Regions from separate parts of the Mus musculus genome. Here region 1 is linked to region 2. A link is a contact called in public HiChIP or PLAC-seq data. All regions are on one chromosome and are shown on one strand. The core of a region is the stretch at or near the end of the contact, and the rest is flanking DNA. Distances in the headings are between cores, read along the strand shown.

Region 1 (4,256 bases), core at 419-2,918, 230 kb after region 2:
TTTCCTGGATTACGGCTGGCTCAAATGCATCTGGATGCCCTGAATATGGCAACAGAAAAAATTACACAGTAAGCGGAAAATGTACATAAGCACATGCAGATAAATATATGTTTTCCATCTTAATTAAGGTATATTATTGTGATAAAATAAATTATTTTATTAAAAATTAATATTAATAAATATTTGATGTCACACCTGTTTTTAGTCAGCTATAAGTAGTTTCTCTTTGAAATTTCAGGCTAGTGTTAAAAATACATTTGTTGTTAAACTAATTTTTACCTGTTTAAATGAAAATGTTAAAGTTTATATTCTTTTTAATTCAGAGATTTATAGTATTTTGATCTCTACATTCAAATTGAAAATCTCATAGAAAAATTTTTTTAAAAAACTTTTTTTTAATACTTAAAGTTTATGTGTTGATTCAGATATTTTAATATCTTTATTTATGACAAATAATTTTAAGCCTGAGTTACATTTGTAAGAATGATTTTAAGTTGTTGATCTGCATGTTAAACTTCAAGTAATTCATTATTTTATTTCCAGATTGTAAATAATATGCAACACCCTGTATCCAGTTAGTTTAACCACCAAATCCTATTTTGATTCTAAGGAGAAAACATTAAACCTCTGCTCATGGCTCTGAAGCCATTGCTGTTTTCTGTCCTTATTTAGGGGTCTTTGTTTATTTGGTTGATTGGAGTTTTGTTTGTTTATGAATAGAGACATCTTTTTTTTCCAATTTTTTATTATATATTTTCTTCATTTACATTTCAAATGCTATCCCCAAAGTCCCCTCTACCCTCCCCCCGCCCTGCTCCCCTACCCACCCACTCCCACCTTGACAGAAGGGTGAGCTTGTATTTGCTTTCGTTTATACCCAGGATCTTCTTACCTGCACTGCAGGTCGTCCTTGAACCCTCCATCTTATATACATATGTATAGTCAGTAAGCTCCTCTAGGAGGACACTGTATTTAAGATACTTTAAGATCCTAATTCCTCTCTTTACATTCTTAGCTTTTACCTATGTTCTTTAATTTTCACTTTTCCCCTTGACTCCATTTTCTCCGTGTTTAGATGTTTACTTGTTCCTAGCTGCCCCGCCCCTGTTACACACTACTTCATCTTCCCCCACGTTTTTTTTTTTTTTTTTTTTTTTTTTTTTTTTTTTTTACTCAGCATGCTCTTCACTATGCCCTGCCTTTCCCACCACCCAGCTCTCTAAAGGCTTCTTTTAAGACAAAACCTGATCCCCCCCCCCCCTCTACACACACACTGCAGTCCACTAACCCCAGTGTTAGGATTTAAATAAGCTGAAAAGGGTGGGTGGAGGGGAGCCCTTCACAAGCTACTGAAACCGCTGTGGGCTGCTCCTTGATACTGGAGTGTTCCCTAGCAACACTGCATACCTAATACTGCTCTTTCTTCCCTGCCCTCCATGGTTTACCAAGACTGTGGGATGAAAGAATCACATTATAAAACATAAAGCATTTAGTGATGGTTGGAGAGAGGGTGATGCATCTATCTTCAGTAAAATGTGGCTTTATTTTAAGGGTTTTCCTTGTGGGAATTTGGGATTTTGTGTTATTTCCAGTTTTTTACAGCCTCCTGTTGTGGTACAGCACTCACGCTGTCATGCTGTAACAGTATGGGCAAGCTAGTTCTGTTGTGGGTAGCCTGAGTGGCAAAGGAGCAGCGCAGACTGCACCCCTATGGCAAGGCAGTGCAGCTTGTACTGTGGTTGGGTTGTTCCTGACTCAGCCCTGTGTCCTCCAGACCTGTCCCTACCGTTTGTCTGTGTAGTAATATTTAAAAGTCTGTGTGTTTTAAAACCTATAGTTAAGCCTTCTCTATGGTTGATAATGAAAGCAGTGTGTTGTATTAAAATAGTGTAACAAGTCTGTCTTTTGTTCCAAAGAGAAAACTTTTGTCAAGCCATGTGTATCTGTAGGATACAGATTTAGTTAACAGAGAGGTTGCAGCTTAATCCTGATATCCCTCTTCTGCATTAGGAATGTAGCCCCAGTGTGGTGGCTCATGTCCGTAGTTCCAGCTTTTGTGAGGCTGAGAGTAGCATGAAGGCCAGGCTAGGCTGTATAACAAGGTGTGTTCCATAGAACCAAAAATAGGGGGGGGGGGGTACATTATCTTTATTTGTATATGGTAAATTAATTTCATCTGTGTTTATAACAGTCCAAGAAATAACAAATCTTGAGTCATTTGTAATTTTGGCATTATAAATGATCATTGCATATTGCAAGGTTGCTCAGTTGTAAACTGTTGTGTTTCATTTGCCATTTGCCTTCTGATAAGACTTCTAATCACTCTCATTTATTTGTGAATAATAAGCAAATGTTCAGTTTAGCTGTGTTGAAAATTTTCAGATGACGTGTATGTATATTCCCTTGTGATCACTGTAGATAATCATTAAAACACCTATCATTGAGTCCTGGATTTAAGGGATTGTCATTGAACTTTCTAGGTCCGTATGTTCTCACCTGAAACACTAAGATAATGACTCAGCTCTTAAGGATTCTGGTTAACAGTAAATAATTAGAAATGCTATACCCTAGTTACACTTGCACATTTTGTTTCTAGATCTTTATGTGTATTTCTTGTATATTTTCAGAACATTACTTCATATCAACTTCTTGGCACCTTTATTTATGGTTCTGCTCTGGGTGAAACCAATCACCAAAGACTATATCATGAACCCACCGTTGGGTAGAGAGAGTGTCCCTCTGTAAGTATGGGTACTTGAGTCCTATGTTTTAATTCACTATACATCAAAGTTGCTTTTTTTAATTGTAGGTAGGTTTGTTCATTTTTTTTTAGACAGAGTATCAGTATATTGCCCGGACTGTCCTGGAACTCACTGTGTGGATCAGTCTGGTCTTGAACTCACAGAGATCTGCCTGATTCTTCCTCCTGAATACCAGAATTGAAGACATGTCACACTTCTAAAGTTTTTTGTCTGCCTGCTTTTATGATAAGGGGAGGTACTTTATTCTTTAATACTAGTGTAAGTGGTGAAGATAAGGCTTGAGCCTGAAGCTGCAGGCCATCTTCTAACCTATTTTTGAACTTTTTTGAAAAGAATACTAACAAATATTATTCTATACTAATATTAGCCTATATACACCCTGAGATTTATCTCCTGATGTCCAATTATCATCTGCCATTTTGCCTATTTGGATCCTTCTACGGTGCTTTTATTATTGTTCTACTGTGAAACTTATGGAGGGAAAGTAATGCCAATGAAAACTAAAGTAGTATTTATTTCCTTATCCATGGAAAATTTTAACATTTCCTTTTGCTTCATTCATAGCTTTTAGATAAAATGTTTTCAAATAAATTAGAGACATATTTTTATACAGTAAGTACTATAGTTGCCATCTCTAACAAAATTTTTTTCTACAACATACTTAGGAAAATTTAAAGTAATATCTTTAAATTATTATTATTATTATTACCTGCTCATGTATCCCCAGTTAGACAACTATGTTTTAGCAGAACAAGATGTCAAAGAAATAAAGAAGCGGTTTATTGCCAGGCATTAATAACTACTCTGTGTGCTGGGTGCGTGCTGTGGTTCTATTACAGTTCTATTACAGTTCTCGAAAGCTTCAGAGCTGTGTGCTGGGTGCGTGCTGTGGTTCTATTACAGTTCTATTACAGTTCTATTACAGTTCTATTACAGTTCTATTACAGTTCTCGAAAGCTTCAGAGCTGTGTGCTGGGTGCGTGCTGTGGTTCTATTACAGTTCTATTACAGTTCTCGAAAGCTTCAGAGCTGTGTGCTGGGTGCGTGTCGTGGGTTCTATTACAGTTCTCGAAAGCTTCAGAGCTGCTTTGCACTCTAGCCCGGCTTCTCATTGACACTGTCACGTGAGGCTGATTTTAATTGTTCGGTCTCTGTTTCCCCATCTGGAAAAAGAAGTGATATCTACCTCACAGGGTTCTTGGTAGAATTCAGTGAAAGATCACATGTAATGCAGCCCTTTGAATAGTGCTTAATGATGCTCTTTTCACTATTGTGTCGTCAGAATTAAAGTCGAGAAGTCTGGCAAATCACTGGCTGCATGGTGTGCACTGTGTTATATGTAGTATATACTCAATTGCCTTGGAGAATAGAACCAGTGATGACCATGACATTTTTATTTTTACATAATTCTTTTGAACTAGGGAAGTATTCCCTGAAGAAGTAGTGTCTATCCTACATATAACTAAACAAGTAAATCTTAATAATAGGTTTAAC
Region 2 (4,753 bases), core at 223-2,722:
GCATAGATTATTGATAGAAATGTTTATAATCTAAAAACTTCCAAAACACTGGAATTAAAACTGTCAGAACCCACCGCCCCCAATGAAAATGCAGATTTGAAAGTTGATAATAATCTAACTGCATGCAATTATTTTGTTATCTATGGACACTGTTGAGATGTTTACATTAATTAAGAAGCCCATTTTTATAGCCATTTTTTAATACCCAGAAAAATGAGATTGGGAAAGAAGCTGGGCTACTGAGTGGGTATGTATTCCTGAGAGTGTGTCTGGATTTGTTTTTCTGTTTGGGGGGCTTGAATAACCCGTCCCTGGTGCAATAAAGAGAGATTTGTCTCCCTGCTTTCTAGCACTTTGGTGATGCTAGAGTAGGGTGCCAAGTAAGTTAAGCAAGTCTCCCATCCGCATCAGGAACCACCTTAACCTAGAGAGCTATCAAGGAAAATACTTTGGGATCTAGATGCTGGCTTTGACCAACTGTAGGAGGCTAAGAGGCAAACAGACCCACCAAAGTCTGACAAAGGCAAGAAGTCCCTGAAGACACAAGGCAAAAAGACAGAGCAACAACCCCATAGAAAACTACACTTACAGCAGCTCAGAAATACACAAATACCGTTTAGAAATGGCCTAAAATTCTCACATGGGAACAAAAGGTTAACTATATGATTAAGAGATATATTGTTCTGTTTTTGATTTAAAAAAAAAAAAAGAAACACAATTTGTGACTTCATATTTTTTTCCTTTCATCTTATAAAATTCTCATTCTGAATTTGAGCATGGGTACGAGAAGTACGGTAATTAACAGAGTCAACAATACAATATTTTAACAGAATATCCACCTGCAGCTGGTTCTTTGCTTATAATTGTTTCATTATTCATTTTATTTCTTGAGCACGCACTGGTGGAAAGCAAAAGAAAGGCATACTGTAGGCCTCCCTGAGATGAAACACTGTAGCAAAAGCTGAGTTTTATACTTGGTTTTCAAACTATTGAATAATATCCTATGAGACCTCTTAGGTCTTAACTGGATTAAAATGAATATATTTGTGCTCCTGCTCTTCAGTTAACTAATGTGCATGTGAATTGACGCTGCGAGGGAGCCACACTGAGAGTAGATGCAGGGGACAGGACGAGTGTCGCTGTGCAAAGGAGTGAGCAGGCTGCCTTTGCCTCCGACAAAATGAAAATGAGCAGGCCTTGGGGTCTGGTGCATTTTGTCGGGGCCAGAAGAGCAGCTGAGCTGAGGGATGAAGGGGGAGGGGAAAGGGTGGTGGTAAAAGGGAGGTGGAGAACAGGGTGTGGGGTGTGTGTGTGTGTGTGTGTGTGTGTGTGTGTGATCACTCTGAGGTTTTAGTTATGACTGTGGTGCTTGCGGTTTTTGTTTAGTTGTCTCGCAGCATAAACAGCCTTGAGCTTCAGGTTCAGGGTGGAGTGCATGCAAAGGGAATGTCAACGTAGTTCTCTTTCTGTCCTTTCCCCGTGGTTGCTACTCAGAAAACTGTGGCTGGGAAGGAGTGGGATGGGGGGGAGGTGAAGTAAAGAGAAGGGGGTCTGTCTGCAGCTGCCCCTCTCACACTTGAATAAAAGAACTTTTTTTTTTCAGGGGTAGGGAAGCTGTGAATACCTTTCCCAATAAGAGATGAGGCATATTGAAAACTATATTAAATTACCCTGATTAACAATTTAGCCACGAACAGGGGAGCTTTGGGAGATCTCTATAGGCAGGACTGGGGGCTATTCATGCCAGCAGCTAAGAGGTCGAAAGGTTTCTGAAGTTCACAGGCTCAGAGCCTTTGTTATGCTAACAGACAATCTCAAATCAGCTGCCTAGTGGAGTGTGAAATATAAATGATTCCTTGAGAACTTCCAGTAAGTTGTCACTCTTGCTCTCCAAATACCAGGACAGGCTGCTAATTTCTAGCAGACCCTTTTGCAACATCGCTAGCCCTAAATGAATGCCTTTGTAGTTCAAATAATCTTTTCAAGGGAGCTGTCCTATCATCATAGCCCAAACGCATCTTGGTTTTGACTATTAAATGAAAATCAGAGTTCAGCCCTGCTTGACTTTTCCAAGCAGCCGATGTTTGGGAAGGGTAGAGGCAGCTCTCATGCACAAGAAGTTAGCACCCACTGCAGGAGGGCCAGGGCATTAATAACAGCTACAGCCATGACTACCCCAACTCCAACCCCCACCCCTACCCCTACCAGGAACAAAGCTCCTGGAGAGATTTACAGGGGGCTCCCCTCAGGCTGGACTACCTTCTTCTTTCAACCATACCAAGTCTTCTCTGATTTATGGACCCTCTGTCCAACAGGACAGCCAGCTGACCTGTTAGCATCTCACTGGTCACTTTGAAGCAGCAACCTTAGGGATGAATATATTCATTCTTTAGGGCAGATGAGGCCAAGAAGAAGAGGACAAGGTGTATGTCCAGGCTGTGCCCTTAGTATCAGAAGCTTGTGCATATTTTTTCCTTTTCCCATAAGTGTAAAAGCATGGCTTAAGGTCTTGGGTAGAATCTGTGAGCATGTCCAGAGAACTGTCTTAGCTCTTCACATCTGAATCTCAAAGCTTTGAAAATAAGGAAAAACACTACCAGTCCAAACCTCATATAAGTTCTGAGAGCAACAATGAGAATGTACTAAGGGAAGTATGGCCAAATCAAGCGATCTAGTAGAAAAGGGTAGGGCCAATTTAAAAAATAAAGAAATCACAGAAGAGAGGGCAGAGCAAAGGCTGAGAGGCACCCGTCTCCATGAGTCTGCACAGAGAAACAGCAGCAGGCAACCTGGCCCTTAACATTTGGGGAGAGGATTTCTGACTTCACGGTCCTCAACTTTTTGTTGAAACACTAAAAGGTCCATAACATCTCTGAATTCTCCAAATAGGGCAAGGCTGATTTCTGGGGCAAATAAAAAGTGTGTGGGGAGGGGGGGGGGGGAATCAGATGATTGTATCTCTGAATACATTCTCACAGTAAGTTCTTAAACATGAGGTAACATGTGAGCAATAAATTGAAGACGCTCTCAGAGTCTTAGAAAGAGATCTATCCATGCAAAGAGCTGAAGGCCGGCATGCTCCTCATCCTCTTCCAACTACAATTTCTAACTACTGTTGCTATAGCAACTTATGTAAACAAACACTTTTTTCTTTCTAAGGTAACTAGGACTTAGGACCATGCATTAAAACATAAATGACTGAACAATATGAATGGCTCGGTATCTCCCAACAGCTTAAATGTTATATAGCTATGCACTCAAATGTTATTTTTTACAAATAATCAGTATACAAAGTCAATCTGAAAAGAACTCTGAGATTTAACTCGGAGGCTTTAGTCAATATAGTGTAAGGTACTTTTCAATTATTATTATTGTTCAAATCCTTATTTCAATTTTTAAAATCTGCAGGTAATATTGTTTGGGAGAATTAGTTCAGATCACTAACATTAAAAAGTAAAAGTTCATAGTTTCTTCAGTCAAATGTTAGAATTGAACAATAGCTTGTTGCTGACCTGCTCAGACCCTTCTCAGAGGGACATAGAGCAAACTTGTCCCCCAATTTCAGATAGTAAAGTGATGAGCTCTGAATTTCTGAATTACAAAAGGCAGGCAGTATTGATCAAAAAGTTGAGTGGATGTGATACAATTGCTTAAACTCAAATATTATTCCCTTTCTACTTAAAAAGAAAGAAAGAAAGGAAGAAAAACCTAAGTCAATATTAAACTGTAGGATGTCTACCTGCTGCTGACACATGCAGGACATTCAAAGGAGAAGTGTTTGCCCTGTGCTTTCCAAATTCTTATGTCACCAATTGCACATGCCCTCTCTCCTTAACACTTCAAAACGGGGGAGGAAACGCTTTTGTGTTCAAACTGCAGAGAAAAGGTTTGTGAGTTGAGTGCCATGTATGCCAGCCATGTGTGCCAGCTCCACTCTGGGGAGCTACTGTTTCTCCCCTGCAGTGGTTTTTCTCTGTCCACGGCTTTTGCACATCTTAAACTCTGACCACTTGGAGAAAAGCAGTGGTTGAAATGAGAAGTTGGGAAAAATCGCATCAAACCTGTGTTTTACTGAAAAATGGGAAGGAAGAAAGCAGTGTGGGGCCACAGAGCCCCTGCAGTTCTCCATACACACAGAAAGAAACAGAAAATTTACAACGCTGCTCCTTTTCCTTCTGCTTAACTAAATACCTATGATCTGAGAGGAAGAGAATTCGTGTATTTAGAAGTTTCAAAGTTGCCATGTCACTGTGGTGAGGGTTTCTGAACGTGTGTGTTTGTGTGTACATATGTGAGAGTTATGTTTGGGGAGAAAAGGCAGACAGGGGAGGAGGCAGTGCAGACAACTTTACTGGCATATTAATCCTTTACAAAGCAGCAAATGAATGGTTCAAATAGACATTTGTTTTCCTGAACAGGTTCTGTATAGGTCTCTTACAAGCTGTGGCACATGCTTCATTTATATGTATATTTATTTAGAATGGTGGAGAATAATAGGTGTAGTTTGTCTATAGTGTAGTTATTATTTAAAATCCAAAGACGTTACGACTTTCTTTGTACTCCAAACACAAACACAAAGGTGTTTTGGATATGCCTCTTGCTTACTTTGAGGACTAATTAAAAATAAAGATAATATTCTAACTATTGAGCCTTAGCAAGAGAAAGAATGAGTCTGAAAGGCAGGCTGACTCCAAGATGGCTGCCTCTCCCTTCTTTTCCTCCTCACTGCCTGTTTCCCACATGGAAATTAATG

Evidence for each region. HiChIP or PLAC-seq counts read pairs in DNA pulled down with a chosen protein or histone mark.
Region 1: an H3K4me3 HiChIP or PLAC-seq map of embryonic forebrain shows a contact between it and region 2, with 4 times the contacts expected there. The contact joins two enhancer-like sites. A contact is called at or near these places in 4 of 115 datasets of contacts at active chromatin or transcription factors (astrocytes, embryonic forebrain, forebrain and 1 more).

Annotation. Positions count from the first base shown.
Region 1 is chr13:84,284,058-84,288,313 of GRCm38.p6, forward strand. It overlaps Tmem161b (transmembrane protein 161B), which reads left to right. Exons shown (of 12, transcript NM_175187.5): 8 at 1-68; 9 at 2,628-2,741. Among named protein-coding and RNA genes, the nearest start is that of Gm41011, 58 kb to the right of the region's middle. Within about 2 kb of position 1,669, at least 48 of the 459 cell types and tissues checked have an H3K27ac peak or open chromatin away from gene starts, as enhancers often do. A contact at or near this core is called in embryonic forebrain and forebrain, where this site is marked.
Region 2 is chr13:84,058,004-84,062,756 of GRCm38.p6, forward strand. All of the region lies in intron 1 of Gm17750 (predicted gene, 17750), which reads right to left. Among named protein-coding and RNA genes, the nearest start is that of Gm17750, 4.4 kb to the right of the region's middle. RefSeq lists an enhancer at 228-3,071. Within about 2 kb of position 1,473, at least 74 of the 459 cell types and tissues checked have an H3K27ac peak or open chromatin away from gene starts, as enhancers often do. A contact at or near this core is called in embryonic forebrain and forebrain, where this site is marked.